Regions from separate parts of the Sus scrofa genome. Here regions 1, 2 and 3 are each linked to region 4. The links are chromatin contacts, called in public Hi-C and promoter capture Hi-C maps. All regions are on one chromosome and are shown on one strand. The core of a region is the stretch at or near the end of the contact, and the rest is flanking DNA. Distances in the headings are between cores, read along the strand shown.

Region 1 (6,791 bases), core at 2,044-4,543, 280 kb after region 4:
TTGCTGCATTCTCTCATTTATTTAGCAAATAATGTTTTAGTACCTTCCATATGGCAGGTACTTAGGATTCTAAGATGACTCATGTCACTAATAAAGGGTACTCTTTTTTGGGCATCAATTATGACCAACTCATGAAGTAGATAAGAGCTTTGTTTCACAGACGCAGAAATTGAGGATTAGAAAGGCTAACTTGCCTAAAGTAATATGGTGTGAAGTTGGTTATCTAACCCAGACTAGATAGCAGGTCTGTCTGACTTCAAAGCCTGTGGCCTTAACCACTGTGCCGTATTCCATTTTGTGGTCCATATTCTTCAGGACCTCAAAGTTCAGTAGTGGAATCATGAATAAATGATTGTTACAGCATGGTGCTGTAACAGCACCCAGGAGAAGCACTTAATGTGGATTATAGGGTCCAAAGGAAATGCTACCAGAGCTAAGTCCTAAAGGATAAGAACTGAGCCAGAAGCACTTAGTCACTTCCATCTAATCATTTAATTACAAATTGGATTCCTGGAAAAGGATCCCTCCCTCCTATAGTATTCACCACCCCCCCAAACCCCAGACTCATGACAAACCTGTATACATAAAATAACCCATTATTGGAGTTCCCATCGTAGCGGAGCAGAAACAAATCTGACTAGGAACCATAAGGTTGCAGGTTCAACCCCTGGCCTTGCTCAGTGGGTTAAGGATCCCGCATTGCCATGAGCTGTGGTATTGGTTGCAGACACAGTTCCGATCTGATGTTGCTGTGGCTGTGGCGTAGGCCAGCAGCTATAGCTCCTATTCGACCCCTAGCTTGGGAACCTCCATGTGCCACGGGTGTCGCCCTAAAAAGCAAAAACAAACAAACACAATAACCCATTATGACCCTACAGGCAGCTGGGTGTTGTTTCAGGTCCTTTCTCATAATAAATAAACAAACAAACAAACAAACCCATTATCATAAAATTAAAATAAAAGCAAAGAACAAAGGGATGGATTCCATTAAAAGTCTACAATTTCTTCTTCCTTATTAGCAGGCGAGAAAGACCTGAGAAAGAACTGCAGAGAAATGTCAGAAGAATTTTATGCTTTTTGTGGATTGGTTTAGAGTAACCTTTATTGGCTCATGAATGCTGTTTTTTGAACTGTGTGATTTTCATCCTGAAACTGTGCAGAGGCAGTTGTACACGTGGTTGTTTTCCCTGGAAATGAGACTAGCTAGGTGATGCCATATATGACATTAAGAAGTAAGGAATCCATTTTGCTAGCTTTTAATGTGCTGCAAAATTAGCGTTTAACTAAAAAGTCATAGGTTTCTTGTAGAAATAGCACCACCTTGTGGCCCTTGAATGTCTATAATTTTCCACTTGACTGCTGCCTTAGAGACATGATACTTTCCAGTAGAAATGAGAAAATTGTATCAGTAGTGGGGTGTATTGTTCAGATCACTATGCTGACATAACAGGCCTTGAATTCACACTGGCCTCGCTCTATACATGATACTGTTTGAGTTTTGTGTATATGTTTTGTATATTTTTTGTTGTTGTTGCTGTTGCTGTATTTCCAAAATGGCTTACAGGCAAAATATGGGAGTAGACATAGAAATAGTTTATCAGGAGTTCCCGTCGTGGCGCAGTGGTTAACGAATCCGACTAGGAACCATGAGGTTGCGGGTTCGGTCCCTGCCCTTGCTCAGTGGGTTAACGATCCGGCGTTGCCGTGAGCTGTGGTGTAGGTTGCAGACGAGGCTCGGATCCAGCGTTGCTGTGGCTCTGACGTAGGCCGGTGGCTACAGCTCCGATTCAACCCCTACCCTGGGAACCTCCATATGCCGCGGGAGCGGCCCAAGAAATAGCAGCAACAACAACAACAACAAAAGACAAAAAAGACAAAAAAAAAAAAAAAAGAAATAGTTTATCAGATATGAATAAAACCTGATCCTTTCTCCAAGTGCTTGTGGCCTAGAACAGGAGACAAAATGATATAAAAAGGATAAAGATTTTGGAGTCAGACAAACTTGGATTTGAATTCTAGTTTCATCAGTTACCCACCCTGTGACCTTAGACAAAGTTAAGTTCCCCAAACCTTGGTTTCCCTCATCAATAAAATAGACATAACATTCTACCTATCTTCTAGGATTCATGGTTCAAAAATAATGTGTGTATAACCCTATATTGCCCAGCATCTTGTAGGTACTCAGTTAACAGAAGCTGTGAATGTAGTCCAAAGCAGAGTAAAAGTGCATGCAGTACAAAGAAAATGCTATCCCTATGGAGGGAAAGATAATTACTTTTGCCTGGAGGTGTCTGGAGAATCTTCACAGAGGATTTGACATTTGAGATAAGCCCTAAAGGATGAGTAAGATTAAATAGGGAATTTGAAGTAGAATGAACAGAAGTATAAAGCCATGAAAATGAAGAACATATTTTAGCATGGTTGTCTGGCTGGAGTATAGAGTTTGGAAAGGCATAGGACTAGAAATGTAGGTTGAACTCCTACCAGTGGCCTTGATTATCATGCTAAGGACTTTGAGACTTATTTTGATATTAGTAGGGAACCATCCAAGCTTTGTTGATTAGCTGAAGGTTAAACGTATTGGGGAGCACAAATCTCCTAGACTATGAAAGATGAAAAGTCAGAGATTTAGAGGTGAAGGTATCAGTTTGGGGGAAAAAATAAAGTTGTTAATGGAGTTTAAGGTCTTCTTGTTAAATGGGTAAGTATTAGGAGAGGTAGTACAAAAACAGTATACCTTGTCTACACTCATGAAGCTGCTTGGTTCAGGCAGCTTTCATATTACTTATTGACCTAGCAAGAGACTCCCTTATTAGAGCCATCTCTCACACCTCCATTCGCCTGATTTTGCTGGCTTCATACTCTAATCTTTGTCTTGTAACTGGCATCTTTTCACTTCTACACAAGGCCTCTTATCCTTGTACCCAGTTTGGGAATTCTCCAGTTAGCTTTTTCTCAGATTTGTCTCCTGAGATCTCATCCTCTCCCCTAACCCTTCCCCACTTCTGAGGTTTCCAAGTGCAGTTCACTGACATGCCTGGAGAGCAGTTTATTTTCACTTAGCTGGATGCTTTACACACTCCCTCATTACATGTCCTTAATAAAGGATTCTTTATTTCAGGGCACAGCTAGCAAGAAAATTGTTGCAGGGAGTGTAATTATACCTATCAAATAGGAACACTGCACTAATCCCCTAATAACTGAGGTCACTAGGATTACTAGACAGCTGGGAATTGTACAATACTGGCCACCATTCATCACTGTGGGCAAGAGCATTAAATGTCGTTTCCTGAGTTAGGTTGTTAATGGCTAGCTATGCTCCTGAACAATCTCTGATGGAATTGTTTCCATATGGGACAGAGCCCAGACATAGCAAGTTGGAACCGATTCACAGTATGAATAATATGATTGGACTTAGAGAACTATAAAGAATAACAGGAATCTGGTTTACATAAAACTAAAATGCATGTTAGTGATATTTTTCCATATGGCAGATATGTCTTAAAACCTCAGTGTCGTAGGAGTGCCCGTTGTAGCTCACTGGGTTAAGAATCCGACTAGTATCCACGAGGATACGGGTTCATTCCCTGTCCTCTCTCAGTGAGTCAAAGGATCCTGCATTGCTATGAGCTGCAGCGTAGGTCTCAGGCGCAGCTCGGATCCCACATAGCTGTGGGTATGGTGTAGGCAAGCAGCTGCAGTTCCGATTCAGCCTCTAGCCTGGGAACTTCCGTATGCCACAGATGCAGCCCTAAAAAGGGGGGTGGGGCGGGGGGAACACCTCAGTGTTGTAGCAAGAATAAAAAGCCTAGTAATTCCAGAACACTAAAATGGTTTCTTTTATAGTTGGACCCTGGACATGTTTTGTATATGGGGACCCAGGCACCCCAAAGCCTTGCTGCTCATCTGGATAACCAGGTTCCAGTTAAGAGTCCCAGAGCTATTTCTCGCACCAGTGAGGATGATCCGGTGAGTTGCTAATGTGCATATGGATTTTTTTCAGGACCTTTAAGTCATTTTACATATCAGGAAAACGGAAACCCAAAGAAGCTAAGCAGATTTAAATATAGTCAGGCAATGTACCTGCAACAGCGTTATGGAACCCCAGTGTTCCCCATCCATCTCTGATACCATGGTAGCATAATTCAGGTCAATCCACATCTATTCTAATTCCTACCATTGAACTCACTTCATGCCAAGGGTTGTGTGGGGCATAGAGTAGGTACATGGTAAATACTTAATAAGTCAGTTCCTTAGAAGTTAAATTAAGTAGTTATTATTGATCTTACTATATGTTGGATTGGCAAATTTTTCCTTCAGGAAACAGATAGTGATTATTTTAGGCATATGAGCCAAAGTGGTCTCTGTCACAACTACTTAGCTCTGACGTAAACAAATGGGTGTGGCTGTGTTACAGTAAAACTTTATTTACAAAAATGGGTAGCCAGCCTTGGTTCACCAATCCTGCTATGGAGAATCCTAAAGAAATTGACTTACTTGCCCAGGATCACATAGCAGGGCAGGTACCAGCCAATCTGGTACTTTCACCTTTCTAAGTGGATTTCCTATGGTGTCTGGAAAGGGAACTAGCTTGATAAGTTGAGAAGAGCAGCATTTTAAAGTGAAGTTTGTCAGCAGAAGCCAGGATTCCAGCAATATCCAGTGTTGCATTTTCTACTTCAGGTCCCATTGGGCTAAATGTTGATTTCTTCTTCCTCAGTGTTATTGTTGCCTTTTATAAGTGAAATTTGTTGTGTGGTCTGTGCTTAAATGTCTTAAATGTGAAGAGAACCAATAGCTTTTGTGTCCCTTTTTGTCCCTACCCCCTGAGTTGCCCCATCTTAACATATGCTGTGCGGGTGGAAGGGGAAAAAAATAAACTCATTGCCCAAAACACCATCTCAGCAGGGTGTGTTTTATTTATGTCTCTAGTGTTCATCCACTTTCACAAGCACAAGATGAAACAGAATAAATGAATGAAGTCATTGAAGTGCCTTTCAGCTTTCCATGTAATTGTAGTCCCTTTATCTGCCAGTTCCTCTGGGGTTTCTATGGCAACAGCAGCATGCAGATGATCTTGTCATGTGACTGGAGCATCTCTATACACAGCTTAGAAGAATCCAGATGGCAAGAATTGTCCCTGCTCTCTCTATATCTAGGGTTTACGTTGCTGAGCAACTGGCTTCATCATTCAGACCAACATCAGCTTTATATACACACTGGATTTGGGGATAACAACGAGGTTTTGCCTAAGAAATGAAAGCTGTCTTTTCCAGCTCTGAGAGAAGTGTTTCCTCAGTATGGACTAGATGACCCTCGCTACTTTTTCAAAGTCTTTGTCACTCTATCCATTATACCTGTTTGCATTTTTATTTCATAGGCCAAGCATAGGGAGCAGCACGAGGGTCAGCACTACAACATATCCCTCCAGGAGCTGAAGACTGTCTTCCCCCATGGCCTGCCTCCTCGCTTTGCAATGCAGGTGCTCAAAACGGGAGGGAATTGGAGGGACCTCATAACACAAGCTGTTGATAGCAGAGGGGTGGGATTCAGTGAGGAGAAAGCTATAAAAGATTTGTGTTTTTTTTTTTTTTTTTTTTTTTTTTTGATGATGTCTGTCACAGGAAGTTCCTGGGCCAGGCATCCAGCTTAAGCCACAGTAGTGATAATACTGAATCCTTAACCACTAGGCCACCAGGGAACTCCAAAAGACTTAATTTGAATCTTTAAAAAAAAAAAAAAAAAAAAAAAAAGATAAATTCAGCTGTTGATTATCTCTTGTGAATATTACTGTTGTTATAATTACTTTAAGCAAATGTTTATCTGTAGTTCACCACTTTAAATCCTTTTTGGAGCCAGGCAAACTATTCTTAAATAAACAAACAATATCCCACTCTTTTTCTTGTGTTACCCAACAGATTTCTTTTTTTTGTTTTGTTTTTTTTGTTTTTTGTCTTTTTGCTATTTCTTGGGCCGCTCCCGCGGCATATGGAGGTTCCCAGGCTAGGGGTCGAATCGGAGCTGTAGCCACCGGCCTATGCCAGAACCACAGCAACGCGGGATCCGAGCTGCATCTGCAACCTACACCGCAGCTCACGGCAACGCCGGATCGTTAACCCACTGAGCAAGGGCAGGGACCGAACCCGCAACCTCATGGTTCCTAGTCGGATTCGTTAACCACTGCGCCACGACGGGAACTCCCTTTTTTTTTTTTTTTTTTTCAACAGATTTCTATAGACTTCATTCAGCCTTCAAATAGTTGATAAAAATGAATTTAATATTTGCCTTAGCAAAATACAATGAAAATACATGTGTAGAAAAGCAAAACATAATATATTCCTAAGCCAAATAGAAATGATATTTGGATTAGATGTATCATTCGTTGTTCTTCAGCCTAATAGCTTTTCAGAAAATAGCTTTTGTGGTCATAACTTCAACCCAAAGAGTGTAATCTTGGGTTGCATCATAGCCATTGAAAGAATTCATAATTAACTACAAGCAGTTTATTGGCAAAATTGGGTCTTTTGACTAATTCCTGCTCAGTTATTTTCAGCCTCAGAAATTATTCCTTCTTACTGAAATATCAAACTTGACTGTGCGGGTGATTTTTAGCTTAGGAGCCAAAGGATGTCATTTCTTCTGTGTGCTTTGTTTCAAGAAATTAAATGAGACACCAGTAAAGGAGCTAATTCTAGACCACAGACAGCCTTGTCATCAAACATTTTAAGTTTGGGGAGTTCGCACTGTGGCACAATGGAACCTGCAGCATCTCTGCAGCACTACGATGCAGG
Region 2 (7,596 bases), core at 703-3,202, 310 kb after region 4:
GAGCGGCCCAAGAAATAGCAACAACAACAACAACAACAACAAGACAAAAAAATAAATAAAAAAAGCTTCACTCAAACTTCTATCCCCCTCTTTCTTCACAGAGTTCATACCTTCATCAAGGTCTAACAACTCCCTGCCTCCTCTGGTTTCCTTGAGATGTTCCCACACAGGCATTTCCCCAATAAAGTACTTGCAGGTGTAATCCCATCTTGGTGTTTGCTTCTGGTATATACTGTCTTCAGGAGACAAAGTTGCAAAAAAATAAAAATAAAAAGAGAGACAAAGTTGCAAGTAAAAAGTCAAAAAAGACTATGCAAACACTAACCAAAAGGAAGCTGGCTCATCTATATTACTACCAAAGTATACATTAAGGTAAAACAGTATTATCTGAGAAAAAGAGGGATAGTTTATAATGGTAAAACTTTAAATTCACCAGCAAAATAAATCAACTGTATTTTTAGTGTGCACTAATAACAAGAAAATAAAAACTGATGAAATTACAAGGAGATAATCACAGTGGGAGAGTTAATATATACTTCAGTGGGAGGAGATATTTTTCAACACATATAATTGACAAAGGCCTTGTTTCCAGGATAAAGTACTTACTCCTACAAATGGATGAAAACAACCCAAAAGAAACATGGGCAAGAGGCCTGAGCATCCACTTCACAGAAGTATCCTGGAGTTCCCGTTGTGGCCTAGCAGTAATGAACCCGACTAGTATCCAAGAAGATTCAGGTTCAATCCCTGGTGTAGGTCAGCATCTGCAGCTCAGATTCCAACCTCAGCCTAGGAACTTCCATATGCCACAGGTGCCGCCTTAAAAAGGAAAAAAAAAAAAAAAAAGATATCTTGATGGCTGATATACAAAAAGGTGTTCTGAATATCACTAATAATCAAGAAAATTAAAACCCATATGATTAGGGCTAAAGTTTCTTTTTTTTTTTTTTTAAACCTCACCGATGCATACAGAAGTTCCTGGCCAGGGTGGGGGCTCAGCGGACTCCTAACCTACTGGGCCACAGCGGGAATTCTCTTTTAAAGGTTAGCAAGGTTATGGAACATCACCTGCAAACTCCCCTATACTGATGGTGAAAATGAAAATTAGAAAATTTAGAAAAGAATTTGGTGTTACTTCCCAAATCCAAACAGCCATCCTTATGACAGAACAATTACACTCCCAGGTATATATATATCCAATAGAAATGTGTGCTCAAGAATGTTAACTATAGCACCTAATAGCCCCAAATTGCAAACAATTCCAAAATCTATTAGCAGAGCAGATCTTTTGCGGTATATTCATACAAAGGACTATTCTGAAGCAATGAAAATGAACTACAAGTGTACAAAAAAACAATATTGAGCAAAAGGCAGACGCAAAAGAATAAGTACTCCGATTCACTTACATTAGATAGACAGACACCGCCAGTACACAGGGTGAGAAGTCAGGAAGGCTATGCCTTTTGGACCGGAAGGCGGGGAGAGTGTGTGAGGCTCTACTGGAAGTTTTCTGGCAAGGTTTTATTTTTCGCCTGAAGCACTATTAGCCAGCAGAATTCTCCTGTGAGAGAAGAGACAAAAGCCGCCAAAAGCCGGAAAGTGTAGGTAAGAGATTCTTCAGGGAACAGCGCCAGGGATCCAACAAGACCTGCAGAGATCACACGCGCGGAGGACTCTCCAGTATGGCGCAACGGACCCGGCGCCTACAATTTCCGGCCTGCGCCGTGGGGCACCGCCCCTCGACGACAAGGGTAAGCAGAACTGGTCCACACTAGGAAGAGGCGGGGCATGATGAGCGGTGTCTTTAAAGCCCAACGAATCATTTAGCCCATGGGAAAAGATGTGCTTTTGGACCAATAGGGAGCCAGGAATAAGGCCCCCGCCCACAAGCCGGCCGAGCCAATCGGCTAGGAGCAGCGAGTGGGCCGGCAGCTGCCCTGCTGCCGTGTGGAGCCGCGCGGCATGGCGGGCGGGGCCCGGGAGGTGCTCACTTTGCAGTTGGGACATTTTGCGGGTTTCGTGGGAGCGCACTGGTGGAATCAGCAGGTGAGGTCTCTGGGAGGCTGTTCAGCTGAGCCTTTCGGGGTTTCTAGCCCATCCTTCTGGCCTGTTCCTCTCGCCATCCCTGAGTCCAGTCTTTCCTCTGTGTCTCCGCAGGATGCTGCGCTGTGCAGGCCGACCGATGCTAAGGAGCCGCCAGGAGAGCTGTGTCCTGATGTCCTGTACCGTACCGGCCGGACGTTACACGGCCAAGAGACCTACACGCCGAGACTCATCCTCATGGATCTGAAGGGTGAGGCTGTGGCCGAGGTCGGGCAGTTCCCAATGTTTCCCTTCACGTGCGGAGTCTCCACCCTTCGTTGACTTCAAGATCCTCGACCCCGACTCTACTAGACTCAAGGACCAGAGATAAGGAGCCATAGGGAGAGATAACCACAGTATGCCAACACCGAGGGGGCGAAAGAACGCAAAACCCTTTTCTGTTCAAGAGCCATCTCTGGGATGGGCTACTATGCCTCTGGACATAGCGGCACTCCCGCAGGATCGCTGGATGTGGTCTTTGCCCAGGTCCCACCGCTAACAACTAAGCTGGGAAGAGAAGGACGGAATCTAGGTTCTCCAAGGCAAAAAAAAAAAAAAAAAAAAAATTTCAACACATGTATATTCAAGAAAGCTTGAAAGAGCCAAGTGCTGGAGTGATGGTGACAGCAGGTTGTCAGGTGACCAGACTAGCTGAAGGATGGGAGGGACTCGGCTTTACCTAACATTGCCTGTTATTTTTGTGCAGGTAGTCTGAGCTCCCTAAAACAAGAAGGTGGACTCTACAGAGACAAACAGCTAGATGCTGCAATAGCATGGTATTTGTGACATTTGTGATATTCTGAGAGGACCTGGAGAACTCAGGGACACTGTCACTTTGACCAATCTTCAATTTCTTTCAGGCAGGGAAAGCTCACCACACACAAAGAGGAACTCTATCCCAAGAACCCTTATCTCCAGGACCTGCTGGGTGCAGAGGTAAGGACCTCTGTCCTCAACGTTTAAACCCAGTGCTACAACCACAGTGCCTCCACTGGGACAGGAAAAAAAAAAAAAAAAAAAAGAATTTTAGTCATCTTAAAATGCCCTAAAATGGTATTTTGGGAAAAAGCCCTTTTTTCTCCTAAAGGACTATGACTATGTGAACAGAAAGGAGGCTTATGTTGTGACCAGCAAAGTGACGGGGGATAAGTCAACTTCTGCCTGAAACTAAATGTAGATTTTCTCATCCCTCCCAGGGAGTGCTGAGTAGTGATGGTATCTGGAGGGTCAAGCCCATTCCCAATGGCAAAGGTGAGACTTCTCAAGACCCTGCAGAATGGGGAAGTGGGAAAAGCAGGACCATGGAGAAAGGTACATTTTTTCTTCTTCTTCTTCAGGCCCCCCACCATTCACCACCACTACAGCTCCAAAACCACTTATCCCCACAGAGGGCAGCATCAGAGTCTGGTCAGACTTCCTCAGAGTCCATCTCCATCCCCGGAGCATCTGTATGATTCAGAAGTACAACCATGACGGGTATGGGGGGGGCCAGAGGCTGTGAGGCAAGAAGCTGCATCCCCACCAATGTTGGATAAGGCTCTTGAGGCCATAGTCCCTGCCCTCCCCCAAAACAAGAGATCTTGGCGGGGAATGGAAGGGAAGGAGTCCTGGGTTGTGTTACTGCATGGCAGGGAAACAGGTCGCCTGGAGGCTTTTGGCCAAGGGGAGAGTATCCTGAAGGAACCCAAGTACCTGGAAGCGCTGGAGGACAGGCTGCACTTCTATGTGGAGGAGTGTGACTACCTGCAGGTAGCTGCGCGGCACGGTGGGCATGGGGTGGAAGCTTCTCTCATCCTGCCATCTTTCAGCATCCACCTCTCTCCAGGGCTTCCAGGTCCTCTGTGACCTGCACGATGGCTTCTCTGGGGTAGGTGCCAAGGCCGCAGAGTTGCTACAAGACGAGTATTCAGGGCGGGGGATAATAACCTGGGGCCTGCTCCCCGGTCCCTACCGTCTTGGGGTGAGTAGTACTTGGGGAAAAGTTAGGGTGAGAAGGGAGAAATGAGGGGATGACAGCCCAGCGAGAAGTTTGCTTAAAACAAACTACTCTCATTTCTTTCATCAGGAGCCCCAGAAAAACATCTACCGTCTCTTAAACACGGCTTTCGGTCTGGTGCACCTGTCTGCTCACAGCTCTCTGGTCTGCCCGTTGTCCTTGGGTGGGAGCCTGGGGCTGCGACCTGAGCCACCTGTCAGCTTCCCTCACCTGCAGTATGATGTAAGGCTCCACACCTCCATGCTCCTGTTCTGACCGAGGCCAGAAACAGGACACCCCACACACTCGCCAATTCAGCCTTTATCCATTAATGGCTCTATTCTTTTTTTTTTTTTGGCCACACTCATGGCACAGGGAAGTTCCGGGGGGCCAGGAATCAAATCCGAGCTGGAGCTATTACCTATACCACAGCTGCAGCAACGCCATATCCTTAACCCACTGTGCCACAGCGGGAACTCCCAACTGGCGCTATTCTTGCAGCCTCAGCTTGAACTCAGCTCTCACGTGGCCTCTTAGAACACACTGTCCTATGCTCGTCCAGCCTTGGGCCAAATGCACCCATTTTGTCCCAAAGCACCCAGGCATCTCTGCCATTACTATTCTGCCTTCGCACTCTCTTCCAGGCCCAGAAGGCCAAGTGCTCTTCTCTGTATCCTCTCCACAGGCTGCTCTGCCCTTCCACTGTGGCGCCATCCTGGCTACAGCCCTGGACACAGTCACTGCCCCCTATCGCCTACGTTCCTCGCCGGTTTCCATGGTTCATCTGGCTGATATGCTGAACTTCTCTGGGAAAAAGGTAGGAAGCTTTGTGAGGAGCTGGATCAAAGCTAAGCAAAAGCTCTATAACTTGATGTCTTCCTTACCTTTAGGTGGTGACAGCAGGAGCCACCATCCCCTTCCCCTTAGTTCCAAGCCAGTCCCTTCCGGATACCCTGATGCAGTTTGGAGGGGCCACCCCATGGACCCCACTGTCTGCGTGTGGGGATCCCGCTGGAACACGCTGCTTTGCCCAGTCGGTGGTGCTGAGGGGTCTAGAGAGAGCACGTCTCACCAGGTGAGGACCCGTCACACTTGTTTCCCATCCTTTTCTCCCTCATAGCCCTGGAGGTTTTAATGGCACTGCCCTGCCCGTCTTCCCTCTGCCCCACTTAAAAAGACTAAGCATCCTGATCCAGCCGATGGCCTGAGAGTATAATTCTCAGTTTCTCATTCATGCTGCCACAGATTAAAGGTAGTTTTGGCTTTGTTCTGGCAGTCAGCTCGCCCCAGGGACACCTCTGCCCTCCCCGCTCCATGCGTGCGCCACTGGGGAAGAAGTCTTGGCCCAGTACCTAGAGCAGCAGCAGCCTAGAGTCAGGAGGTCAGTATAACGCCTGTTCCTCCTCTCCTCCCAGACCTCAGACCACCCTGGACCTTTTTCTCACTCGGTTGCTACTCTCTTGCCCCTACAGCTCCTCTCATCTGCTGCTGACTCCCTGCAAGGTGGCCCCTCCTTACCCCTACCTCTTCTCCTCAAGCCTTAGCCAGCAGGGTCTGGTTCTGGATGGTCCCCCAACCGGGGCAGGTAAGTAGGAGGTGAAGAAAACCAAGATTTCAAGCATGGGAGAGTTTTCCTATACCCCTTCCTGGATAAAGGTACTTGAAAAGTCCCGGGTACTTTAAACACTCTTTTATTCACTTCAGGGCTCCTGAGAGAAGTAGTCTTCCTCTGGGGTACTGGGAGACAAAGGGGACAGGACACAAAATTTACTGAGTTTACTATACAGTCAAGTCTACCAGACGCCCAGACTTCCCTGTGTGCACGACAGAGTGGGGGTAGAACAAGAGTCCGTTCGCGGGGCTCCCACTGTCCTCCCTCCGCAGCAGTGGAGAGCATCCCAGTGCTTGGGGCCCTCTGCTCCTCTTCATCCTTGAACCGGACCCTGGGAGATTTAGCCAAAGAGCTCGCCAAACTCGACCTGCGGCGCTGGGCCAGCTTCATGGATGCTGGAGTGGAACAGGATGACCTAGAGGAGACGCTGCAGGAGCTACGCAGCCTGGCCCAGTGCTACCAGGGTGGTGACAGCCTCGTGGACTAAAGCCCCAAGGAAAGGAAAGGGCTGCTTTGCAACAACTGCCGGCTGCAGGATGGGACTGGCTACACCAACATACGCGTTCACTACGTTTACAAACACTGTGATCAGGTCACAAAACAATAAATATGTACCATCAGACCAAAAAAAACAAAAGGTAGAAAAGTTGCTGAGTCCCACTCTCCCTCAATGGTCTTTACAAAGGGGATTTCTAAGGTCTTCATAAGAGACACCCAGGAGAGCAGAGCCATCCAACCCCGAGCCTGCCTTCGCCCTTGTCTCTGGCCCCAGCTCCTCCAGCTCTGCATCCAGAGCTCAAGGATTGTACAAGCAAAGTCCCACCACCCTCTCCCCCATCAGGGTGCCTGTCGGGTTCGATCCTGTGCAGGTGACACTGTCACGCTCCCAGGGTCTCACTCATCCAGCTCTTCCTCAGACAGAAGGTCCCCGTGGTCAGAGAGCTGGTCTGTGTTACTGGTACTGGTTGCATCGTCCTCGTCCTCGGAGCTGGCCTCGCAGGCTGTGTGGAAGAGCTGCATGAGTTCTCGAAAACGGTGGGACACCTAGCAGGAAACAAGAAGGCCCACAGTCACCTTTCTTAGTAACATTCTGACATTTACTAGGCGTTATGTACCAGTTTGAACGACCTTGTTTGTGCCACAGAGTAAGGCTGTGAGGACTGTGTCCTCCTTATAGATAAGGAGACTCAGATCAAGAGGCTACACAAAGTCACATTCTTTCTAAAAACAAACTGAGAATGCAGTCTCTGGGGCTTCCACCTCAATGCAATGCCCCTGCTCTTCTCCTGGAGCCACTACTGACCACCCTGGCAAGTCATGACCTTCCTCAGGGCAGACCTTTCCAGCCGCCCATCATCTCTTAGTTGGGCAACCTATCCTCTTCTTGCCAGGCCCTCTGCTTGGTTCCCCTGGAGCTTGACGCTCCAGCAAGGCTCCGCCTCCTTACCTCACTAGGGGTCTTATTTCCCAGCTGCTGGGAGATGATGCTAAAAGTCTGCGGCTGGGCTCCTTGCTCCTGGCACATGGTCAGAATCACGCGGTCAGCTTCCCTGTAATCCACATATGGTGACTCATTTAGATCAGTGACATGAGCAACTTCCATGCGCCTCCAAACACACATATCACCCGTCCCCACCTACCTTGTCCACAGGACAACCTTTTCCCCAGTGGAGCTGACCTTGCTGTTGTTGGCACATACTGTAGCTTCTGTGGCCTTTGGCTGCGGCTCCCCTGCTGGACCCTTGCCCTGTACTCCACTATCTTTAGCCAAACCCCCTCTGGGGGCTTTGGGAGAAGTGTCTGAGGTGTCAATCCCTGATGATGACGACTCGTGGACAGGGGACACCCTGTCTGCTGTCGTCGTCGTCCCAGCTCTGCTGGAAGGCAGCCAGCTCTCTGGAGTATCTGGTTTCCCAGACACCTGTCT
Region 3 (6,896 bases), core at 3,818-6,317, 400 kb after region 4:
ACTGGAAAAGGTCATACACTTAAACATGAAAAACAAAGCCCCTCACAATCTAAGCCCTCTCCCACTGTGAAGCCACTTCTCACTACCTCTTCTGCCTCTACCTCTGCTCAGACTGTTCTTGGCCTAAGACTCTCCATGCCACCATTACCTTAACCCACAACTTATCCTTCAAATCCTAAGGGTTATGTCATCTCTGTAGTCTTACCAAATGTCACAGGCAGTAATCTCTCTTTCAGTCACTGCCCCTTCTCCAGCCCCATTTCATAAAATACCCACCACATCATAAAAGGCCATACATAGTTCAACCCTCCAAAAATGATGCAAAGAGAAAGAAAAGATACAGAAGAGGATCTAGGAAATGGGAGGGAAGAAGAATACTTCCACCCATTTATAAAGTTCGATGCTGACCCTTATAAGCACCACAGCTCCAACTCCATATCAAATCAACACTCCCTTTCGGAAATGCTGTTTTGTGAAGGCGCTGTAGAGAGGGCAATGACAATGGCAAAGGTCATGGCAAACTGCTACTGACGAAAAGAATGTAACCTAAGACCTCCTGTATCTTACCTCCTTCGTCCTTGACTTCTTCACTGGGCTCTCCTAAAAAAGGCTCCTTTGCAATAGGATGATCGCCTCTGTCTTCTTGAGTAACTAACCCAGGCCTCAGTGTAATTTTCTTCCCTCTCCTTGAGCTACTGGCCTGGAGTTTTCCTTTACAAATGTGTATATTTAGGGGCTGGGAGGCCTCCAAGGAAGGTAGGGTGATTCCCTGAGAGATGGCCACATCAAGAGTTTCCAGAACGGGTGCATTTGCATCCTGGGTGAGGACCCTAGAGCTCAAGGATGGGTCCTCCATAGCAAGCAGATTTCCTGCATCGTGCACAGATTGTACTTCAAGGCCAGCCGCTCTGCCATGATTCGGACCCCAGGACAGGGACACTGACCCCAGGTCTTTAACTTGGTCAGATTCTGGTTTAACAGGTGACTCTAGGTCTAAGTCACCTTCCTCCTGGTTGCCCTGGTGCTGTGGCGACTCTGTCGGTGTAGTTCTTCTCTTCTTACAGGGCAACATTTTGCAAGTCCCACTTCTGTTCCATCCTGAAAGGATAAAGGTTAAGTTCTTATCAGCTTCCTATTAATGACAGTAGCATCTCCTCAAATATCGTTTCACTCATTCATGTTTAAACATGAACACAATACCTTACACCAGATATACTATCTCCCATTAGGTGGGAGATGAGAGACCATGGTTAGAGTGCCTGAGTTCAAATCCTAACTCTACTACTGATTAGTACGTTATCTTGGCTGAGTGACTTAACCTCTCTAAACTTTGGTTTCCTCAACTGTAAAAATAATTATTGTTCTTACCTCAGGGAGTGGTTATAAGAATTAAATAGTAAGTGATTAGTAAGTTTTAGTTATTATTATTACCATCAGGGAAGTAGAATAGCATGATGCTGAGAGCAAACTGTGGTGTCAAACTGTCTGGATTTGTTTCCCAAGTCAGCTTCTCTCCAGCTTTGTGACCTTGCATAAGTTACTTAACCTGAATCTCAGTTTCTTCAGCTATAAAATGAAATAAAAATAGCACCTACGTCATTAAATAGTAATTTATTAGATCAATAAATCTTTGCTATTGATGCTTTCATAAACAGGTATTTCCATTAACAGAAACAATCCAAAAGCAGAGTGTCCTTGTTTAAAAAGGTTAGGCTACATTAACAGAAATTTTGTGTTGAAAAACAAGAAAGAGATTCCTACTGTTGTCTATGCTATGTTACTTCTGGACTCTAGGCTTCAATTCCAATTATCACCTTTTAAGGACAACACTAACTGGAGGGTATCTTCTTCTCTCACGGTCTTATAGCACCTCTCTGCAAACCTTTTTTTTTTTTTTTGTCTTTTTGCCATTTCCTGGGCCACTCCCAGGCTAGGGATCGAATCGGAGCTATAGCCACCGGCCTACACCAGAGCCACAGCAACGCGGGATCCAAGCCGCGTCTGCGACCTACACCACAGCTCACAGCAACGCCGGATCGTTAACCCACTGAGCAAGGGCAGGGACCAAACCCGCAACCTCATGGTTCCTAGTCGGATTCGTTAACCACTGCGCCACGACGGGAATTCCTGCAAACCTTTTTTATAGAATTAATCGCATTTATGATTGCTCCTTGTCTCTTTCCCGTCTCCCTCACTAAAAACTATGTGCTTTTGGAGGGAAAAGACTCTTTCAGCTAGTACCCCTAGTACTCAGCAGTATCTGACCTACTATACATACTCAATCAAAATTCCCCAAATGAATGAATAAAAGAGGCATGAGGAGTTCCTGCTGTGGCTCAATGGGATCAGCAGAGTTTGGGGAGTGCTAGGACAGAGGTTTGATCCCTGGCCTGCCATGGTGGGTGGGTTAAGGATTCAGCATTTCTGAAGCTGCTGCTTGGGTGGAGACTGGCCCAGAAATACATATACTGTGGGGTGGCCAAAAATGAAAAAGAAAAAAGAAAAGGGGCGTGAACTTCCTATTCTGTGTTTATTCTGCGCCCCTTGGACCAAGAAGAGCACTATATGGAAACTGACTATATCTTTCCAACAACAACAACAAAAAACTTTACTCTCAATTAAAAAGGTTCAAGAATAGTAAGTTGTCTTGTGCTACAAAGAGTTCTTCTTCATCACTGACAATGTTAAAGCAAGGCCTGAAAGCCCATCTATCAGGGCACTAGATGAGAGCTTGGACAAGAGGACTAAAAATAAAGTTCTTTCAAGAAGAGTCTCAACTATAAGGTTAGTTTTAAACCTCCCTAATTCACTTTCTCCAGAACACTAGGAGAGATCCCCCGCCCATGCCAAATCAACCTATACCCTTATATCAGTAATTAAAGCTCAATAAACACGTGAAGATTCCACTGATCCCTATGACTTAGGGTGGTACGGGGGGCCGGGGAAGAAGTGGAGTGGGAGTAGTTTAGTAGAGTCTTATATTTCACAGAGGTCCTGAAAAGGGGGAGGGAGGAGAAAGAGAAAGAAAGGCAGCTACTAGTCAAAGTCAGCAGCGAGCAGGGATCAGCTCCGGGCACTTCAAACACAGCAGTGACTCTAAAAAGGCTCCCCCTTTGGGAACTGGAATGAGACCAACCGGGCAAATGAATGCAAATCCGGCAGCAGCCCCAGCGCGGACCCCTCCTGGGAAAAGATTTCACAATGGGGTCCTAACTGCGCTTTTCATCGCAGCGCCCAGCGCTGGAGCAAGTCCCCACTCCCAGCTAGACACTTTCACTCCCAACCTCTGTGACGCACCCGACCGCCTCGGCTTGGACCTCCTTCTCCCGGACGCCCAGCTCCCACCTGCGTCTTCCCGCCCCAATGCACACAACCCAGTACCCTCACCAGCCGGCCGGATCCCGCGGAAACTCAGCTTCGGTACCACCGGAAGTCAGCCAACGGCAGCGACTGACGTGCGCGCCCCCGAGTCGCGGTGCACGGCGTCAGAACACCAAGGAGCATGCGCCAAGCACCGGCGCCATCCTATTTTAGGGCAGAATGAAGGCAAAGATCTGGTACTCCGTTGTTGGCAAAATATTTAAAGGCAATACCTCGCTTTCTCTGTCCAGGGAGCTCCCCTACTCAAAACAAAACTGGATTAAGGTTCAGCGATTTAATTTGACAACTAATCCTTCTCGCCACGAGACACCTGGAATATGGGACCAGGGAAACGGGGAATTCATAAAATTTCAGAAAGAGGAATCCCTAGGTTACAAACTGCAGTTTCCTGAATAAAGCTAAGGCAGACTTGGACTCAATCCATAATTATAAATTATAATTATTCATATCTATAAAACACTCCGCATTTAACAGAATGCTTTCACTTACGTTATCAAAGGTGATTTGATCTTCACAATAAATCCTGTGGCACAGTGGATATTATACCTTCCAATTTCCGCAGGACAAATTTTTGGCTCAACTGGGTAGATGATTTCACAAAGATAACTAGCTGTGAGAGGGAATCCAGTAGCCTCACTCTAGCTTCTAATGCATTAATCCGGTGTCCAGGATGGTGCCTGGGACATAGTCAATGTTCAATAAATTCAATACATGTGTTTTGAATGAATGAATGACTCCTAGAACCATGTTCTTTTCCTCTTTTCAAGAAGGACAAAATGTCAAAGCTGGAAAAATACATTCAACTCTCTCACTTTACAGGTGAACCACCACCAAATATTTATGCATTTAAATAATCTACCTGACCTGATCCTGTCTGTAAACAGAATCGGATAGGATGAAAGTAACCACAACCAAAATGAATGACGAAATTGATGTAATCATGGAGATAACCTGCAGTAGTCTGACGGTAACCTGAATCACCCTAAACCTTCCGAATGCCAAGGAAGTCTCTAGAAGCTTGGAGTTTCATTTGTGTCCTGCTTTTGGATCTACAGAATACACGGATCTGTTGGTTTTCACTGCCTCTCTCCATACTTCTCTTTCTCTCTTCCTCCATCCCTCCCTCACTCTCTCTCTCAAACTTCTCTAAGCAGCCCTAAGCACTTGAAGCTTTTACAAGAGAAATATCCAACACTGATTAACTTTGGCACTCTTCATTAGTCCTTTTTTAAAACAGTTTCAATCTACACACCACAAAACCCAGCCGTTTTACTTATACAATTAAATTATTTTCACTAAATTTTCAGAACTCTGCAACCATCACCACGTTTGGTCTTTAATCAGAGTTTCTGAAGTTTAAGAAAGGTTTCAAAATATTCTTTAGTGGTCTCATAAACTTATAATAATTGCAATTGATACTGAATGTAGGCAAGATAGAATTTTGTTTTTCCAAAATCCTGGGTCCCCCTCGGCCAGAATATTCAGTTACTATATTAAGCCCAGGGAACCGGAATCACAAGATCTATAGGCTCTCATATGATAAAATACCTACCTACACTTCTTAGGCCGCAGAGTTTTCGCCTTACAGACCCACAACCCATTAGTGGGCGGGGTCTCATTCTCTGGAAATCTTGGCGAAGGGAGAGGGCCCCTCCCAGAGGTCTTCCGGAAAGGGGCGGGTCTTGCCTTCCGGAACTTTTCGGACAGAGGCGGAGCCTTCTGCCGAGGGTCGTTCGGAAGAAGGCGGGGCCTACCTCGCATCAGGACCAGTCTGGCTGCACCTGCATCCTTAGCTCAGAGCATCCCTGGAGCATCTTAAGAGGCGACCGCAGCTGGCAACCAGGGACCAGACCGTCGCAGGAGGCGTCCGCCAGATACCTTCCCCCTCCCCTGACCTAGCGCTCTGCAGCGGCGGCCTAGGTACTGACCGGAGGTTCCCAGAGTTGCCTGACCAGTGCAAACGCGTTAATAGCAATAGCCTCCGATTACGACATGGCTGAGATCACCAATATCCGACCTAGCTTTGGTAAGTAGAATCTGGCAAACTAAGCTTGGGGTAGGCGAAACCGTTGCAAAACCAAGGGAGCCCAGGGGCTGGGCAGAGAGTGAAACCAAGACCAGGACCTTCAGGTGCTATCCGCTCTAAAATCGGGCCTGTGGTGATGCGTAGTAGGCAGTGGGCAGACCTGAACTTGAGCTATGGGCTGCAGGGGCTGGGAAGGCCAGAGCCACACCGAGGTTGGGGAGGTTCGGGATGCTAAAACCTTGTATGGTGCACTGTCAGCACTGCTGGAGGTGAGAAACAGAGAGCTTGCGGAGGATGTGAACCCCTCCTTCTGGGGGAGGAGAGGTGGGGTAGGCCGAGCCCTCCCCCTTGGGGCACGCAGGGCGGTGCCCCTTCCTCCTCCTCCCACTCCTTCAGGGCTGCGGGGGAGGGAGGTGGCAAGGGGATGGGGCATCAAGATGGCAGCTTGGAGACTGTGGGCTGTGTGGCTGGGAGCCAGGGGAGGTGGCGGCCTCTGGGGAGAGAAGGGTGCGGGGGTGGAGAGCCAAAAGCAAGCCACTCCTTAAGCCGGTCAGCTGGATGCTGGGGCTAGGAGAAAACGTGAGCCCTGCAATTTCTATTCTGCATCGTAATGGTGGGGTCCTCCTATGCTACCAAATGGCGCTTGGCGCTGCTGGGCTAGGGGATGACGTGATGTCTATTTCTGGGCCTCCTGGCAGCGCCTAGGCTCTTCTTCCCGGGCCTTTGTTCCCTGTTTCCCTAGACTGGTTTTTCAAAAAGGGGGACTCACCCGCTCTGGTGCTGGCGGGGGCCTGATCCAGGCCGGAGGGGGAGGGGCGAAAAAGGCTGAGCCCTGGGGAGGCCGCTTTGTGTACCAGAGAAAGCATTACGTCATCTCGGAGCCGCTGGTCCCCGACCCAGCCCTACGGGCTCGGAGATCAGTTACGCTCCCTGGAGCAGCGAGTGGGGTGGAAAATAGGGAAGCAGATGGGAAAGAGAAGCTCGAGAAGAAGCAAAGTTTTTCCTCTTGGGAGATTCCTCCAAAATGTGCTAGGGTAGCAAACTTCCTGTGCTATGCTTTCCTGGACCAAAAATAAAAAAAGAATTGCCCTGCTTCGCCCTCAGTCCTACCCCAGTTTGGACGGGAGAAGCCAGTGAGAGTTGCTGTCAGCGAAGGGTGCTGTCATTTCCCTTAAGAGAGTCTATCCCTCAGACAATCCAGAAGGTTTGAGCCTCCAGACTCCAGTGTTTAGGGTGGGGCCTCGATCCAACTAGGAAATGGCTTTTCCTACTCCAGCGAAAGGTTTATGGAAATGAACAGAGCCCAGTGTGCTCTATCCCCTTAATGCCAGGAAGAAGCCATCAGATCAGAGAAAGTACACAAAACAACAGATCACACCCATTACTCCTTGTTCCCGCTGATTCCCCAAGGCCTAAATCTTGATTCTGTTGTTGTTGTTGTTTTGGTTTTTTTTCTCTCTTCCACTTCACCTTCTGCATTTTTATTCTT
Region 4 (7,731 bases), core at 3,284-5,783:
ACATCCACAAGCTGCTAAGCATGAAACCAATACATCTTTTTTTTTCCTCTTTTTGTCTTTTTAGGGCTGTACCTGCAGCATATGGAGGTTCCCAGGCTAGAGGTCAAATCGGAGCTGTACCCACTGGCCTACACCACAACCACAGCAACACCGGATCCTTAACCCACCGAGCAAGGCCAGAGATCAAACCTGCATCCTCATGGACACTAGTGAGATTCGTTTCCACTGAGCCACGATGGGAACTCCAATAAATCTTTGTTCAATTTAACAAATGAATGAGTGGATCAAGTATGAGTTTCTCTTCCTGAGGCCTCACCTCCGGGAACGGACGTGGTAGCTGTCTTCCCGTCGGCGCCGCCGTGTCCGGTCACTGCTGCTTGACCAGGAGCGGCTTCTCCGTCTCTTATGCTTTCGGCTCCGATAGTGTTCATGGTAACTCCCCCGGCTGCCTCGCTCTGAAGAATGGTACCTTCGAGGATGAGGCATCTAGAAAGGAAGGATAAACAGAAATAGTGGGGCAAGCTCTGAGTTTTCAGGCGTCCCTTCCAAGGACTGACTCCTCCAGAGATGCTAAGCTGTTTTTTTGTTTTTGTTTTTTTTAATGGCTGGACCTGTATCATACGGAGGCTCCTGGGCCAGGCCAGGAATTGAATTCCAGCTGCGACTGTGACCTATACTGAAACTGTGGCAATGTCAGAGTCTTTAACCCACCGTGCCAGGCCAGGGATCTAACCTGTACCTCCGCAGCTACCTGAGCTGCTACAGTCAGATGCCTAACCCGCTGTGCCACAGCAGGAATTCTTCTAAGCTGCTTTCTGTTCTTCAATTTTTACCTGTATTTACCACCCACAGCTTCCTCTGTGCTTAATGGAGTATATATTCACCTAATAACTCTGGCTGACAGCTTTAGGAAGCTTCACTCCACTGAGTTCATTGCTCTAGTCTGATTTTCCTCAAATATGGCTTCATGACAACATTCAGGCCACAGCTCATTACAGGTGAGACTACGTAATTGACGAAGATGGCCACAGCTCATCTTTGGCTGAGATTTTGGATGGATGTGTGCGACGCTGCATTCGCTATTGTGCTTTACTATAATGAATAATGCTTCACTATATGCTATTATGGTGTTTTACAATCATTAGTGTATCTTATCTCCCCAACTAGGCCATCTATATCCTGAGGGTAAGAATCCAGTTTTCCAGCTTTCCACTTATAGTATATATACCAAACACAAGCAAGTTCCAGGGATCTGGGTCTGGCCCCTTGAACATTTCTCACATCAATGGCCAAATCGTCCTTAAATGGTTTTAATCCAGGAGGCCCCAAGCTGCAGTCAGCTTTCCACCCAGCCCCTTCCCTTTTGGGTTAGGAAGTACCGAATAACTGCTTTTTAATTATTATCAGTACTGCCTGGCTAAAAGCCGGCCACCTTCCAGTTACTGGAATTGGAATGGCAGGGTGCACTAATTCTTTTTTCCTTCAAGGAAAGAAAATTACTGTCAGGAACCAATAAGATGAGACTTACAGGGCAGAATGAAAGTACATGGGCCAGGGACAGAGGTGCACCTTGTTGGGGGTGGCAGTGGTAGGATTAGGTGTGGAAAAGGCTTAATGATTCCAACATCTGGCTTCCATTCTGAGCTACTTCTCAAATTGAAGAGAAGGGTGGCATTTGATTCATTCCAGGCGTAAAAGGGCTTGCAGGAAGCCAAGAAGACGCAAGTACAAGATTCTCCCCGATAACCCAACCTTGCTTAACACAGCCACGCACATGTCATCTCACTACATACACAGTGCCACCAAAGTCCCTCACAGGCTTTCCTCCTTCCAACCCTCCCCCCCAACTATCTCCAGCTTACAATCTTTCTCCACTTCTAATCTTTTCCTCTCTTTCTCACTTAGAAAATCCAGAACTAACTCCTAGAGTCAAACTCTTTCCACAGCCTCCAAGTGACATGGTGGTGTCTTCCAACCTCTCCAGCTTTGGCCCAACTTTTGAGATTTCTATTCTTTCTCATCTTTGCAACCACTCCTATCTTTACTCCATCACCCCTTCTCCTACTTTGGTCCCTCCTAACTTTCCTATTGGTCTTTACCAATGCATCTAAGACAGGGCGACATTCCACCTCATCTTCCTACTCCTCACCTCTGCCACTTCGCACGTCTCAGCCCCACCCCACCCCCCAAGCTCGCCCCGGTCCCTTGCCCCCAATCCAATCTTCTCCCCGTCCGCCCCGCGGTCGCCATCTTTCCGCGCGGCCCCGCGGCCCGCCAGCCCGCGCGCTCACCGTTCTGGCGGCGAGGCCCGTGCGCTTGTCCCACAGGAAGTCCGTGATGGCGGCGGCACTGCGGCCGGAGTCCCGGCACCCCCGCGGCGACGAAGTGCGGCTCCACCCCCCCAACCCGAGACCCTGGACCTCCCGCCTCGTTCCCGGGCTCCGTTCCAGTCCCGCCCGCCCCGGCTCCGTGCCCGCCCCCAGGATCCGCTTGGCGCCGCTCGCACCGCCCCCGCCCGGGGCCCGATCCCAGCTCGGTCTCCGGCTCTGGCCTCCCCGATCCGCCGCCGCCGCCACCGCGAGCGAGCACGTACGCACGCACGCACGTCCTGCGTCGATTCCCAGCTACCCCTAGGCTCCGCCCCCCAGGACCGCGCACGCCTTCGCGTCTTAGCGTAGCTCTCTGCTGTCCGGTGAGAGCCGAGGAGGTGCTGGGGGCGGAAGCTCATGGGGGCGGGGAGAGAGTGGAAGCGGTTTATTGGGCTCGCGCTGCCTCGCCTGGTGTTCTTCCGTATCCTTCCTCAATCTTTGACCCTTTTCGTGGGACTTATGTGGCTTGCTTTGTTAGGTTTGGAGGTTGAAAGGAAGGGGTTGTGGTTTACGGAATGTCATCGCTCCGCAAACCTTTTGAAGCCTGGTGGTGAGGTGTGAGTCTCCATCATAGCCTGTTTTTGAAACAGTTCGCCTACCAAACCACAGCAAAGAGGGGTTCCCATCTTTTGTCCTGAACAAAAGCTGGTGCACGTTCTGTATATGGGGGAGGGGGGTAATGGCTTTGGAGGAAAGGTTTGAGAAATGGAGGGGTGGAGATTCAGGTGCCAAAGAAGGGGAAATCACTTGAGAACTTTGTTATATACCTACACATAATATATGATAAGTCTAAATTTGGTGAATTAAAAAAAAAAAGCAGAAGACGAGAAAAACTGGGTAGAGTTACAGATGTTATAGAAGGAATTGAGCAGTAATTAGGAAAATGAAAAATAACCTGAGGATAACTATATTCAAGTAAAGAAACAGAGAGGAGTCAGGGTGGAGGATAGTCAGAAGGAATTTTTCATCAGTTGGCCAGAAATGGTTTAGGAAAAGTTTCTTGAAATAGAAGCTGAAGGGTAATGAAGGGGTGGAGAGGAAAGTGAACCTCACTTCCTTCTCCGTGTACACTTTCCCTCGTTCATTCAAAAAGCATTTATTAAGTTCCTACTCTGTCCAGCACTGTGCCAGGCTCAAGGCTCCTGTTCTTCAGAGCTTCATAGTATAATGGGAAAGACCTGTAAACAAATAATGGCAGCCTTGTGCTAAGAGCTGTTATGAACAGTGGTGCCCTGGCCACTGTAAGAAAGCTCTAGACTACAACCCTAGCTTGGGAAAGGAGAGTTATAAATGTGTTTCTAGGTTTCCTAGAGGAGATGACATCTGAACCAATGGATGGAAAGTGAATTGGAGGAGAGTGCTAGGCAGAGAAAGTATTTACAAAAGTCTGGAGACAAAGCAAAATGAAGTGTTTAAACAGAATTGGAGTCCTGGCTTTCAAGAGAGGGACTATCAGAAGGGAGGTTGTTGAAAAGAGAGGTCTAAATTTTGCAGGGCCTTGTGTTGTCATTCTAAGGAATTTAACCGTAATCCTATAGAACACTAAGAAGTTTGAAGGATATTAAGCAAGTGAGATAGCTACATTTAGATTTAGGAAGTTAACTCTGGAAGGAGAATTGGCCTGAGAGTTGAGAGACCTATTTAGACGCTTCTGAAATAATCTGGGTGAAAAAATGCTGAGGGCTTGAAATAAGTCGGAGGCAATAAGAAATGGAGATAAAGGGAAGAATTTACTTCACATACTACTGTAATTTACCTGTTCTGTTTGCGGGCGTAGACGAGCAGTGCCTTTATGGCTAGGGCTTTGTATTCATCCTTGTATCCTCAGCGGTCGCTCAGTGATGGGCCGAGTTGCTTGTGGTGAAGGTGGCAGATGAATTCAGAAATGAAATACTCGGGGGAGCAGTAACGAGGAGATCCTTAAGAATATGCCTAGGAGAGTGCTGAGAGAAAAAAAAAAGTGAAATGCAGGAAGTCCGTAAGCGTTAGGAAGGAGAATCCCCAAAGAATCCCTGCCTCTTCCATTGGTTCCCAATTCCTCGCCCTCCGGAGCCATACGAACTACAACCGGCGTCCGGTTTTCCCGCGGATCTCAGGCGGCTCCGCCTCCCCGGCACTCCGTGGTCAAAGGCACCGCAGCTCTAGGCCACGCCCTCTTGGCACTGGCCGCGTTCTCCTACGCTCCCTGCACCTGAGGGACCGCCCACATTGGCTAAGCCACACCCACCTCGGTATCCCTCCGGTTACAGGCTTTATTGGCTCCGCCCCCTCCCGGGAGGTCTCTCGGTGGCCCCACCTCCGCCCGCCCTGCCCAGCCTTCCCGCAACTCTCGCCAGGGGGCGCAGCGCAACCCCCCTGCCACCCGCGGCAGAGTCTGTCGCACACACCCCCTCCGCCGGCGCGCCGGCAGTTCCTAGCCGACTACGCCTCCGCTCAGAGCCAGCCCGGCTGCTCCCGCTCCGACTCCGGAAAGGGTCGGGGGTCCCGAATGGCCGCGGCAGGGTATAGGAGGCCAAACGTGTAGGCCGACAGGCGTCATGGAGGCGGAGCAGCGGCCGCCGACTGGGACCAGCGACGGGGCGACCCCTGGACTGGAGGCGGCGCCTCCTGCTGCCCCGGCGTCTACGACCACGGCCTCCGGTCCGATCCCTGGGTCCGGGCCCGGGCCTGAGCCCAAGAGGAGGCAGCTCGGGACGCTGCTCCAGCCTACGGTCAACAAGTTCTCCCTTCGTGTGTTCGGCAGCCACAAAGCAGTGGAAATCGAGCAGGAGCGGGTCAAGTCAGCGGGGGCCTGGATCATCCATCCCTACAGCGACTTCCGGTACTGAGGGTCCGGCAGGGAGGGCGGGGGACACAGGTCCTACCTCCACGGGCCGGGGCACGGGGCCGGGCCAGCCCCACCCTCCACAGACACTTCATTTCCGGCCCAGGGGTCCCTTGGGGGGCCGACAGTCACTTCCCCCAACCTAGCCCGGGAATTCTTGGGCAAAGGGTCCCCAGCTGGAGATCCTGGCTGACTTCTTAGGCTGGGGGCGCTGGAAGGGACAAGCAGATTAACAGAGACCTGGATTTCCCATTTCAGGAACCCGGCACCCCACCTGGACCACAGGGAATACAGGAACTAGGGACCGCTGCCTCCTCCAGTCCTGCTTGCTGGGGATCTGGGAAATTTTATCATATTTCAAGGCTCAGGGTCAATCTGAGGGAGAAACCGAACTCTGCTATCTCCCACCGACCCCATTCCCGTCCCCAGCACCTGCCTAGTTCAGCAGGGCAGGCGACCAGGGAAAATAGGGACGCTGGGGGTGGGGGAGGGGGTGTCCAGACAACAGCTCTGATCGCTGTCCCTGGTGCTGAAGGAGGAATTCGGCCGGGCAGGGCCGAGACTCAAAAGTGATTTGAGGCAGCCACGCAGGAGCACGGCCACCGCCCAGGTGACCACCAGAGAGAAGGGACGAAGAGAGGGGGTGGGGCTATTCCACAGTCCCCATCAGGCTGTACCTCCACATCAAGGTCGCTAGGGGAGGAGAGCAACCCTGTCCTTGGGGGAAATGAAGGACAGCTTTTGGATGAGGCAAGGATGTGTGCAAAGCACCCAACTTGGGGAGCAAAATGAGCAGAAAGAATGAGGTGTGAATCAAGAGCCTGGAAACACAATTGGAGACCCAGACATCATCTTAATCCACATACACACTTCCTAAATGTTCCTAGTTCTCTCATTGTCCTTTCACTCCTCTCTTCCTTACTGCCTCATTCTCACCTTACCAGTGCACCTTTTCTAGTCTCTTGAGGGTCACTGTTCTCTCACCCATTTCACCCTCAAATGTATCCCCAGAAGCCATGTATTCCTGGTATTATTGTGCTTCTTCTCTGTCCTCTCTCCTGCATCACCCGCCAGGCTTGTGACTGCCTGTGAGTCAGGCTGTGAAGATGCTCTATGGCTAGGCAAACCCTCTTTCCCTCTCCTCTCCCAGCTCATGTACAGGATTTGTCCAGTGGCCATGAAGGAGAGGAAGTGGGGATCTAGTATTTGTTGATAGAAAGCACAGCGTCTGAGGGGCTTCCTGGAGGCCTGGATTTGGAGATCACTAAGCTTCCTTCGGGGGCTGAAAGGACTGATCTTGCAGTCAGAGTCACAAGGGGCTGCGTCCTGGGTTGATGCTGCAATTAAGTGTGTCCTGGAATTGAAACCACCATAGCTAATTAGGACCCTCAGATTGTCCAGTGATCTTTGAATGAAGGCTTCACCTCACTCCCTCCTCTCCTGACCTCTTCTTTTCACAGCTTCCACCACAGCAGTGTGGCTCTCCCTGCCCATGCCCTTGCCTGGGCTCAGCCAGAGTTCCTGTGGGCATAGGGAGGTTAGGGGAGGAAAGGAGGGCAAAGCCTCAAGCCTTGCTGCCTTGGGATCTGCTGTGGGGCTTCTCAGTATGTGCAGCGCTGTCTGAGGTGCAGGACAGGGGACACCTCTGAGAAGCTAGTTCAGATGGAAGGCAGGATAGATCACCCCCACCTTGGGACACAGATGCGCAGATCCTAGCAGAGAAACAGGAACCGTAGGCCCAGCTGTGTTGGGGAGGAGGGCTGGGGTGGGGCAGGCTAGGGAAGGCGTGAAGTCCTAGACTGGGAATGGGCAGAGAGCTGGAGATGGGAAAGGCAGCAACCTCTTCAGAAATCTGGGGATAAAGGGTGGGTGAGTCATAACACCAACTACTGCTTGTACAGCACTGTCACATCCATTGTCTTGGTGCATATTTTTTCAGCAGCCCTGTGAGAGCAGCAAAGGGGATTTATCTTTTTTTAACTTAAAAAATACTTAATAATAAAAACATATAATAGTGACATATATCATATTCATATAGTAAGGATGTTAGCTATATATTACTGTATGTGAAGAATACATATATGCACACTAGGGGTATATTTAGTAGGGATATATGTAGATATATATATATGTAGCAAATATATCTATAAGGTGGGTATATATAGTAGAACAGAATATAATAGGATGTATATATAAATTATAAACCAGGAGTTCCTGTCGTGGCACAGCGAAAATGAATCTGACTAGGAACCATGAGGCTGTGGGTTCCATCCCTGGCCTCGGTCAGTGGGTTAAGGGTCCAGTGTTGCTGTGAGCTGTGGTGTAGGTCACAGACACGGCTCAGATCTAGCGTTGCTGTGGCTGTGGCGTAGGTCGACAGCTATAGCTCCAATTTGACCCCTAGCCTGGGAACCACCATATGCTGCAGGTGTCGCCCTCAAAAGACAAAAAAGACAAAAAAAAAAATTATAAACCAGACTCCCATATAACAACTATACTGACTATACTGTGGGTGTCCCAGAAGGCTTCCTACTGCTC

The links. Promoter capture Hi-C pulls out the DNA fragments that hold promoters and counts their contacts. A called contact is a pair of places that touch in the nucleus more often than the background predicts.
Region 1: a Hi-C map of embryonic fibroblasts shows a contact between it and region 4, with 1.5 times the contacts expected there. The contact joins the enhancer-like site here to the promoter of CLK2 in region 4. A contact is called at or near these places in 2 of 5 promoter capture datasets (fetal skeletal muscle and liver) and 3 of 47 Hi-C or Micro-C datasets (embryonic fibroblasts, epiblast stem cells and omental adipose tissue).
Region 2: a promoter capture Hi-C map of fetal skeletal muscle shows a contact between it and region 4, with 5 times the contacts expected there. The contact joins the promoter of MSTO1 here to the promoter of CLK2 in region 4. A contact is called at or near these places in 2 of 5 promoter capture datasets (fetal skeletal muscle and liver), 2 of 47 Hi-C or Micro-C datasets (heart right ventricle and liver) and 2 of 2 datasets of contacts at active chromatin or transcription factors (alveolar macrophages and skeletal muscle).
Region 3: a contact with region 4 is called in a Hi-C map of liver, with 7 times the contacts expected there. The contact joins the promoter of SYT11 here to the promoter of CLK2 in region 4. A contact is called at or near these places in 1 of 5 promoter capture datasets (fetal liver), 2 of 47 Hi-C or Micro-C datasets (liver and skeletal muscle) and 1 of 2 datasets of contacts at active chromatin or transcription factors (skeletal muscle).

Annotation. Positions count from the first base shown.
Region 1 is chr4:94,270,578-94,277,368 of Sscrofa11.1, reverse strand. DAP3 (28S ribosomal protein S29, mitochondrial) reads left to right here. Exons shown (of 13, transcript XM_021089714.1): 3 at 3,847-3,969; 4 at 5,381-5,482. Among named protein-coding and RNA genes, the nearest start is that of MSTO1, 21 kb to the right of the region's middle. Within about 2 kb of position 3,293, at least 5 of the 83 cell types and tissues checked have an H3K27ac peak or open chromatin away from gene starts, as enhancers often do. A contact at or near this core is called in embryonic fibroblasts, where this site is marked.
Region 2 is chr4:94,246,922-94,254,517 of Sscrofa11.1, reverse strand. It overlaps MSTO1 (misato 1, mitochondrial distribution and morphology regulator), which reads left to right and starts at 1,952. Exons shown (of 14, transcript NM_001244634.1): 1 at 1,952-2,046; 2 at 2,158-2,293; 3 at 2,789-2,858; 4 at 2,943-3,018; 5 at 3,279-3,333; 6 at 3,420-3,558; 7 at 3,714-3,831; 8 at 3,908-4,042; 9 at 4,148-4,300; 10 at 4,743-4,874; 11 at 4,948-5,132; 12 at 5,334-5,438; 13 at 5,530-5,642; 14 at 5,945-6,291. The coding sequence starts at 1,963. The coding sequence ends at 6,156. It overlaps LOC100525517 (a long non-coding RNA gene), which reads right to left and starts at 1,812. Exons shown (of 4, transcript XR_303111.3): 1 at 1,407-1,812; 2 at 111-232. It overlaps GON4L (GON-4-like protein), which reads right to left. Exons shown (of 34, transcript XM_021089699.1): 32 at 7,310-7,596; 33 at 7,117-7,219; 34 at 5,733-6,713. The coding sequence ends at 6,564.
Region 3 is chr4:94,161,262-94,168,157 of Sscrofa11.1, reverse strand. It overlaps SYT11 (synaptotagmin-11), which reads left to right and starts at 5,067. Exons shown (of 4, transcript XM_001928804.6): 1 at 5,067-5,407. The coding sequence starts at 5,374. GON4L (GON-4-like protein) reads right to left here and starts at 6,271. Exons shown (of 34, transcript XM_021089699.1): 1 at 6,177-6,271; 2 at 3,388-3,525; 3 at 1,432-1,566; 4 at 568-1,098. The coding sequence starts at 1,534.
Region 4 is chr4:94,555,022-94,562,752 of Sscrofa11.1, reverse strand. It overlaps CLK2 (dual specificity protein kinase CLK2), which reads right to left and starts at 4,533. Exons shown (of 12, transcript XM_021089727.1): 1 at 4,126-4,533; 2 at 317-486. It overlaps HCN3 (potassium/sodium hyperpolarization-activated cyclic nucleotide-gated channel 3), which reads left to right and starts at 2,648. Exons shown (of 9, transcript XM_013997013.2): 1 at 2,648-2,692; 2 at 5,113-5,190.